Linked DNA regions of Mus musculus: regions 1 and 3 are each linked to region 2. A link is a contact called in public promoter capture Hi-C data. All regions are on one chromosome and are shown on one strand. The core of a region is the stretch at or near the end of the contact, and the rest is flanking DNA. Distances in the headings are between cores, read along the strand shown.

Evidence for each region. Promoter capture Hi-C pulls out the DNA fragments that hold promoters and counts their contacts.
Region 1: a promoter capture Hi-C map of pre-B cells shows a contact between it and region 2. The contact joins the promoter of Khsrp here to the promoter of Kat2b in region 2. A contact is called at or near these places in 1 of 39 promoter capture datasets (pre-B cells) and 1 of 484 Hi-C or Micro-C datasets (uterus).
Region 3: a promoter capture Hi-C map of pre-B cells shows a contact between it and region 2. The contact joins the promoter of Dazl here to the promoter of Kat2b in region 2. A contact is called at or near these places in 2 of 39 promoter capture datasets (cranial neural crest and pre-B cells).

Annotation. Positions count from the first base shown.
Region 1 is chr17:57,030,120-57,032,819 of GRCm38.p6, forward strand. It overlaps Khsrp (KH-type splicing regulatory protein), which reads right to left and starts at 1,388. Exons shown (of 18, transcript NM_010613.3): 1 at 1,029-1,388. The coding sequence starts at 1,280. It overlaps Slc25a41 (solute carrier family 25, member 41), which reads right to left. Exons shown (of 7, transcript NM_175333.3): 7 at 2,653-2,700.
Region 2 is chr17:53,565,558-53,568,331 of GRCm38.p6, forward strand. Kat2b (K(lysine) acetyltransferase 2B) reads left to right here and starts at 1,414. Exons shown (of 18, transcript NM_020005.4): 1 at 1,414-2,021. The coding sequence starts at 1,773.
Region 3 is chr17:50,292,079-50,294,920 of GRCm38.p6, forward strand. It overlaps Dazl (deleted in azoospermia-like), which reads right to left and starts at 1,542. Exons shown (of 11, transcript NM_010021.5): 1 at 1,329-1,542. The coding sequence starts at 1,331.

The sequences.
Region 1 (2,700 bases), core at 138-2,637, 3.5 Mb after region 2:
AACAAAGGGTCGGTCCTCTCTTCATCAGAAAGAACTCTCCCAACCCCTTACCAAATCCCTTCCTAGGGAAGGTACAGAAATGGGCCAGGGGACCTGTTTTGACTTGAAAATAGGAGTAATGGTGTGTAAAGCAAGATCCTCTAAAAGGGAGTTGAATTTCTGGGCGGGTGCAAATGTGTGCTAAGATGGGTCCCCCCCACTTTCTAAGTATACGGCCAAGCTCAGTCCCTGTGCAAACCTAGGACTCCGTCTTGGGAACTAATATATTCTGAACCCTCAGGTCTCTGAATAGCGGTCTCCTACCATCCTGCGATGCAACTTTACAAACCCTGAGAAGCCCTTGGGGACCCTAAGACTCCAAGGGTTCAAAGAGGGGTCTCACAGCATCTCTGACCCCATCCTTCATGAACTCAGGAATTGCTCTTACAGATCTGCCTCAGTTTCTAGAACCCCATGGGTCCTAAGGGGGTGCCTAAGTGAAAACCCAGGAGTGATTCTTGGGGACATCCTCATAACATTCAAGCTCAGGCCTTTGGAAAACTAGGAGACCTCTCCAAATCACAAACAGTCTTGGACTTTAGAGTGGTCCTCAGAATGCAAACCCTATATCTTGAATGGAAATAACGGGTGCAAGCTCGGGGGGTGGCTCTTGGGGACACTGTCCCAGACTGCAACCTTTATGGGTCCTAGAGGAATCCTCTAGTACACCCAGGAAAAAAATCGTGGGAACTCCAAAGCTGCAACCCTCCTAATAGAGAAGACCTGGTGCAAGTACAGGGGTGGGTCTCAGGGACCCCAAAGGCTGCAAGCCCTGGTACCCAAGAGAAACCGTCCAGTGCAAAGTCTAGTTTTCGGAGATCCCCCCTTCAACGCACCCTTAACTACACGCACGCAGAGGGTCACCCTCACACCGTGACGGCCCCAGACTCCCCGCCCCGAGCCCGCCGCCCACGTGACCCTCCCGCGACCCCGCGCGCGCCGCTGCCCCCTCCCCCGCGCGCGCGCACGCGCCCTCGCGGCCCCCTCACCTGGCGGGCCCGCTGCACGGCGTCGGCGAAGGCGTCCTTGCGGATCCCAGGGCCGCCGCCACCGGGAGGCTGTGAGGGGCCCCCGGACGCGCCTCCTCCACCCGGGCCGCCGCCGCCAGGGCCTCCGCCGCCCCGGTCTCCCGCGCCCGGCGGGCCCGGCGGAGGGCCTCCTCCCGCACCCGCGGCTCCCCCTCCGCCGCCAGCGGGAGGCGGCGGGCCGGGCGGGGGACCTCCGGTGTTGTAGTCCGACATGGCGCGGCGGGGACGGGCTTGGTGCGGAGGCTTCAAGCTGAGGAGGCGGAGGCGGCGGCGGCTCAACGCGGGAACAAGGCCTCGCTCCACACGGCCGCGGAGCACGATGGGAAGCCAGCGGCTGGGAAGGCGACGGGGAGGGGGGGTCGCGGAGGGGGAAGAGGGGCACCTCCTCCCGCCACCGGCTTGACGGACGCCGAGGAACAGCCAGTAGTATACGGCTACCACTCTACGCCCGCCAATCGTGGGCCGTAAATCCGGGCGACCAGTCAGAGCTTCGGAAGATGCAGGGGGCGGGAGGCGCGGTGTGACTGACGAAGATAGGACTCAATAAGCCCAGGGCTGCTGGCGCTGGGCGGGCAATTGGAAGTCACGCGAGAAGTCAGGAGGCCCAATGAAGCGCGAGTTCCACCTTCTCGGGGCGGCTCTAGGATGAGAGTGACGGCTCTGATCAGTCACGTGGCCTTGAGGGCGGAGCCTATGAAAATTCTCTGGGATGAGCTGGGCGGGCGCTCGGCAAGATAGTCGTCAACACCAGCTAATGAATACACTTAGGAGGCGGTGCTTGCTAAGATTGGCAGTCATTTGATCCAGTCCCCGAAGCATTTTGGAGGATGCGCTTGGATTTGGACGTGACTTTTCTCAGAATCCTTGTCCTCTGACTTCTGAGCCAATGGCTGAGCGACAAGGGCAAGCGTTCAATGATTGACCCCTCTGTGGACAAATAGCAGTAACAGAAGTAATAGTGCCCGCTTGCTGAGAGCCAGTGAAAGCGCATCTGCATTGGGGTGGAACCCGCTACCAGGCGGCAGGAGCGGATTAGTGGGAGCAGAAGTGAGTGGCAGAGGACGTGGGAGGTAGTGCTCAGCAGCCGGAACTATGGGCAGGACCTTAAGTCAGCGCCCCAGTAGCCTGGCTTGGGGAGGCCTTGCCCGTGGCCTGCCCGAAGCCTTGGGGGGTGGGGGGAGTGGTGGCCCGAAATTGGGTGAAGATTTTCCCTCAAAGGACCTTCACTTCCAAGACTCATGACACCAACTCCTCAAACTTCAAGCCTATTCCCAACCTCGACCCAGGCCCCCCACAGGGGTCCAAGTCTCCTGCTCCCAACCCTGGACTAAGAAGGAACCCCAAGTTCCCACAGGAGTCCAAACTTCCAGTTGCCACCCTGGGCCCAGAAGTCCCAGGTCCATTTACCGGAGTTCAAGACCCCTAGAGCTCCTAGCCTGGACCCCAAAATCTCAGGTCCTCCTGATCCCCAAGTCGTCAGGGTGGGGGTTGAACTTAGGATCTCATAAATGCTAGGCAAGCACCCTAGACGATACACCCCATCTCCCAGCTCCCACCCAGAACCAGCTAATCTCAGACACAGACGTCCAAAACTATCTTTATTCATTGTCTGCATCTTCTCTTGAACAAGCCT
Region 2 (2,774 bases), core at 164-2,663:
AGTTGCAGGACAGCCAGGGCTACACAGAGAAACCCTGTCTTGAGCCCTCCCACCCCCAACAAAACAAAACAAAAAACCCCTGAGCTTTTTTTTTTTTTTTTTTTTTTTTTTTTCCCCAGACAGGATTTCTCTGTGTAGCCCTGGCTGTCCTGCAACTCACTTTGTAGACCAGGCTGACCTCGAACTCAGAAATCCACTTGCCTCTGCCTCCCAAATGCCAGGATTAAAGACATGCTGAGTTCTTTTTTTTTTTTTTTCCTTGTTTCTTTATATACAAGGTTTCACTGTGTAGCCCTAGCTGACCTGGAACTCCTAACAGTAGACCAGAATTCCTCAAACTCACAGAGCCTGGCCAGTCTCTGCTTCTGCAGTTCTGGGGTCAAAGGTGAAGACCACCGCTCCTGGCCTGTTTTTTAATTAATTTAATTAATTTTTGAGGCAAGAGTCTTACTCTATTGAGCTTCCACACTAGGCTAAGGTCAAGCCTAGGTAAGGACTTCAGTTAGATGTAGCCTAGTAAGGCTGCAGTTTCACAGCAGGTGTCACTCCTTTGAGAAGAGACTTCTTTCTCTCTTGGCATTGCATTACTCTGCGTTAAAAGGACACAGAATCTGGCGAAACACATCTTGAGACATAAAATGCAACTTTAAGCATGACTGGTAAGAGTATTTGCAAGGGAAAGCCCATCCCATATGGCTGGAGTTCAGCAGGAGCTACCAAGCTTGCTAGACAACCAATCACAAATTCATTACGACCATTGTCCCACATTGTGACTATGCTTGCTCCGCAGAATTAGGGCACTTGCCAACGGTGCTGACCGGCAATGCAGGGCTATTCAAATCGCTTTAGGAAGGTTGACCCATGTGAAAAAATGAAACAATCTCTTCCTACCATCAGAGCCAGGGACAATAGTTTTGATTTTGAAGTTTAAGTCAAAATCGGAATCACTTTCCTGGACGCTGTCTTTCTGGTTAACTTGAAAACAATAGACACACTAGCAGCTGAAAGTAGCCAACCTCGAGTGAACCCCGTAGGCGGACTAATTTCAAACTTTTTCCATGCGTTTAGTTTTCATTTCGCCGACATGTAATGTTCTCAAACGAACAAGTATTATGTGATACACACACACACACACACACACACACACACACACACACCACACACACACACCATTGAGTCATCTCCCTCCCTCTCTGGTCATATTCGGTTCAGAAACTACCAGGAGAAGACGATGGGGAAGAATTGTTTAAAAAAAAAAAGTTTAACTCAAAGTCAAAAAAAAAAAAAAAAAAAAAAGGAACCCTTCACGCCATGATTTTGGTGAATTAGCAACAAAGAGGAGGATTGGCCGCTGACGGGTACTTCTGGAAAACATTTTTTTTTCCTCTGGCTCCCGCTAGGGTGGAGGAAGTTGGGTCTCGGCGCGGGAGGGTGTCAGGCCCAGGGACGCCAGCAGCGCAGGGCGGCAGGTGCCTGGGCTGCAGCGGCCCGGTCTCGCGGGTCGCCGGTCACCTACGGGCCCTGGCGCTCCCGGCGGGCGGCTACGCTCGCAGCAGCATGCCGGAGGCCCAGGGGAGCAGAGCGCGGCCAAGGCGCTCGGGCCCGCTAGCGTCCTAGCCGCCTGGGGAGGCGCGGGGGCCTGCGATCGCTGGCGGCCGAGTGCGGCGGGGGCGGGGAGGGCGCAGGGCGGCGGCCGGGGGGGGGGGAGGGTCTCGGCTCCGCCACCAGCGCCCGCGGGGACCCTGGCAGCTGCGGGTGACAGTCGGGGCGGCATGGCCGAGGCTGGCGGGGCCGGGTCCCCAGCACTGCCTCCCGCGCCCCCGCACGGTTCCCCCCGGACCCTGGCCACCGCTGCCGGGAGCTCTGCTTCCTGCGGGCCAGCGACCGCGGTGGCCGCGGCGGGCACGGCCGAGGGACCGGGAGGAGGCGGCTCGGCCCGGATCGCCGTGAAGAAGGCGCAGTTGCGCTCTGCTCCGCGGGCGAAGAAGCTGGAGAAACTCGGCGTGTACTCCGCCTGCAAGGTACCCGCTGGGATGAGCACAATCGCGGGGTCACGGGCGGGCTCGGACCCCCCCTCCCCTCCCCCACCCACTCCCAGCTTCCCGCCGGCACCGCGGAAGTGCTGCGTTCTGTGCGCGCGCTCTGCCGCTGCGGCTTGCACAGCATCTCACTGGGACAGGGGTAGGGGGTCTTCTAGATCTGCCGGTGTCCCTCTTCTGGGAAGGATGAGTCTTGGCTTCGGAGCGCTCGGCACTGGGGCTTTTTCTGCTCTGTAGGAGCTCGCGGGAGTCCTTTCACAGGGAGTGTAACTGTGCTTGGTGTGGCAGATCTGTCGGGGTTGGGAAGCAGCTTTTTTGGGGTTGGGGGCATCTTAGCGTGTGTCTCCCCGCGCTCGCCCTCCCCACTGAGCCCCGCTAGGAGGAGCTGGGTTGTGGAGCACCCAGAAGTGTCCTGGAATCCTGGCGCTCTACGGGAGCGAAGGGGCGGAGCGCGGGGTGGGAGGTGGGCACTGCCCCAAGCCCCTGTCCTTTGGCGCCTGGCGGCCTCGGCCGTGCGGCGACAACCCTGTCATTATTGTTATTATTTATTTAGCGAAAGCGGGATCCTGGCCGCTTAGGGTGTAAACAGGGTCTGGCAGGGTGACAGCCCAGGCGGCGAGCGCGTCTGCTCAGTTTGAAGACAGCTTTCTTGCCATTCTCCCTCTTTGGGGACTTTAGGCACCCAGGGCATCCAGCTGTAGAGCACTTGTAGGGGGCTCAGCATCTCCAGGCTGC
Region 3 (2,842 bases), core at 292-2,791, 3.3 Mb before region 2:
GTGGGAAAGTATCTTACTCATCAATGGACTATAATAGCATACTGAAAACAAACTGTATTAAATTTAAGACATATTTAATTATACCTCTGAATTAGCTATGAGAAATATTAGAATACCAGCAATGAGCCAGCACACAAAAATTTGCCTATTTTGTACAGTACCATACTTCATTGTATTGGAAAATCCACATATCAAATATAGCTAGAAGCTGAGAATAGTTATTAAAGATTTCAGGATTCACATTTTTGAAATGTAATTAAATCACTATGCTAAGCAAATTCCCATGTATGCTACAAATACTGGCCAATAGATAAAAATCTGCAGTTATCAAATGTTTAACCCTAATGTAGTGAGAAAACGGTCCAATATTGTGCGATTTAAATTATTGTGATAGACAAGTACCTATTTCACATTATAAATGCTTAATTTGAATTCCAACTTAAGTTAACATCGGTCATAAGTAGTATAAATTTCTTCCTTTACCTCTAAAATGGAAAAAAATTTTAAACGAACATGCAACATCTAACGGATTTGTGATTAAATGGCTATCAACGTTTGTTTTCAGTAGCCCAAGCTAGCCTGGCAACGCCTCAGTCAGTCTGCTGGCGGCGGCAGCGGCGATTACAGCAGAGCTGTCCGGTCCCGCTTTCCCCGACCCCCGCCCGGCTCAGGCCTCTGGCTCCTCCCCCAGCCCACGCAAGCCAAGCTCCCGCAAAGCCGCCTCCACCCCACCCACAGTCACCAGGCGACAGGGCCCGCCCTCAGCCTCCCGATAACCACGCCCTCCGGGTCCTTTCCACGCCGCGGCCAAGCCGCCAGGCCGCAGGACCCGGCGCGGCCAGCCTAGGCGCCACCTGGCGGAGGCGCCCGCGCTGCGGCGCTCCGACCCGGAAGCCCGGGCGCTCGTGCGGAGGAGCTGGGCCGCGGGGTGGGGGCTGGGCCGCGGCAGGCCTCGCCTAAGGCCTGCTCCTACGGGCACCGCGGCCCAAAGGCGGGAAAGAGCCGTCACGTGACGCCCAGGCCGTGCACGTGGCCCACCCCGGGGCTGCCCGAGGTCCCCAGGGCTGCCCGCCATCTCCCCGCAACCCCTCAGTGCTGGTGTAGGCCGCAAAGGCAGCAAGGCCGCCACTCTTGTCCTCCAGGCCTCACCCTGGGGGCTGTCCGGTGGGGGAGGAACCCAGAACCGGAAATATGAAAGGACCCTCTTTATGCCCTCTCCCCACTTCTCTGTGCTACACCAGAAAAGGCCGATTTTTAAACCTCCGCGTAAGGAATCGCGGCCTCCGGCTGGTCTTGCACTGCCACCCCGGGGCCTGCCCTCGACTCACCATGATGGCGGCCAGAGTTCGGGTGGTAAAACCTCGAAGGTGGAGCAGAAGCCACGCGACGGGGCAGCTACGTGAGGTGGCTGCCTAGCCGGCCAACGGGCAAAAAAAAGCCGAGGCGGTGGTGGAAAGAGAGCCCACGGCCACGGAGACAGCGGAGTCCCGAAGCGAGCGTGCTGAGGGTCGCCGAGTCACTGAGGCGTGGGCTGCGCGCCCCGGGGGGATGACTGTGCGTGGCTGGCCTCGTGACGTGCTACAGCCAATAGGCGGCAGCGCTAGGGCCTCGCAAGGGGGGCCAGGGGACCCACGTCGCCCACGGAGTGCGTGAGGGGTGCGCATGGAGCATGCGCGACATCTACGTAAGGGTCTCGGCTGCCGAGCAGGCCCGAGCCTCACTGACAGACAGATGGACCGACTCCTGCCACTCCCTAGCCCCCCCAGGACCGTGTCCGAAGCCCCTGTGAAATAAGTCCTGGGCAGGACGGTGCTCAGAGTTCTGTCAGGAAAGCATTTATTCAAGTCATTACCTCAAAAATGGCACCTCGAAGGCATGGCGTTATCCCGTCAGCAAAGCTTGGCGGCCGAATTTAAAATTTACAAAATGCCCGCAGAAATAGAAATTAATAACGGGCGGCACGACTAGAGAGCAGGCCTTGCCTGGCCGGGCCCCTTCACCCTCTTTTTCAGCCACATTGAGAAGGTTGAGTCCGGGTGCATGTGGAAGGCGCACCTCATGCCTCACGGGCCGGCCCGTCAGCCATCAGGACTTAGTTTTTTTCTTCCGTTTTTTTTCTCCCCCCCCCCCGCCCCTTCAAATAAATGCCCGAATTATCCGGTACAAAGGACACAGCAGTGACCAGACCACACGAGAGAATATCCCTCCCTTCGTGGAATTTAGGTTGCAGTGTGAGCGTTTCTCTTGTAGGCTTTACAGAAACAAGCTAGGCCAGCTGAGAGAATTCTAGAACATTCTCAAGGCCAGAGAAACGGGGCCTACCTACCTACAGCAGAGCCGAGCTGTAGGGTGCTTGGTGGAGATAACCTTACGGCAGAACCACCTAGTACTTATACCGTCCTGACTACCTTTTGTACAGATGATAAGTATTACAGCTTTTTTTTTTTTTAAAGCTGGCAAAACAGCTTAAGATTGCCACTAACCATGCAGCAATGATGGAGAAAATAGTATTAAAATAATAAATAAAAATAAAACAAATAAGGGTAGATTGCACCTATTTGAAAGGGGGGAAATTCCAAAATTCTGAAACTAAAATTAAGCTCGAAACTACAGCGGTGAAGATCCGATTCTCCACTGGCCTTCGGTAGGTGGCTACATGGTGGTGTGAACAGTCTAACAAAGGGCCTGGACTGTCCTCATTTTAGTGTAGAGAAGAAAAAAACCCACTACAGACAGCTGGAATGGTTGGTTAATGAGCAGCGGAGAGATGGCTCTAAACTCTGTAGCTCCAGGCCTTCCTGCGTTGGCTGGATGGGGAAAGCTGAAGCGGTGCAGCCCGATT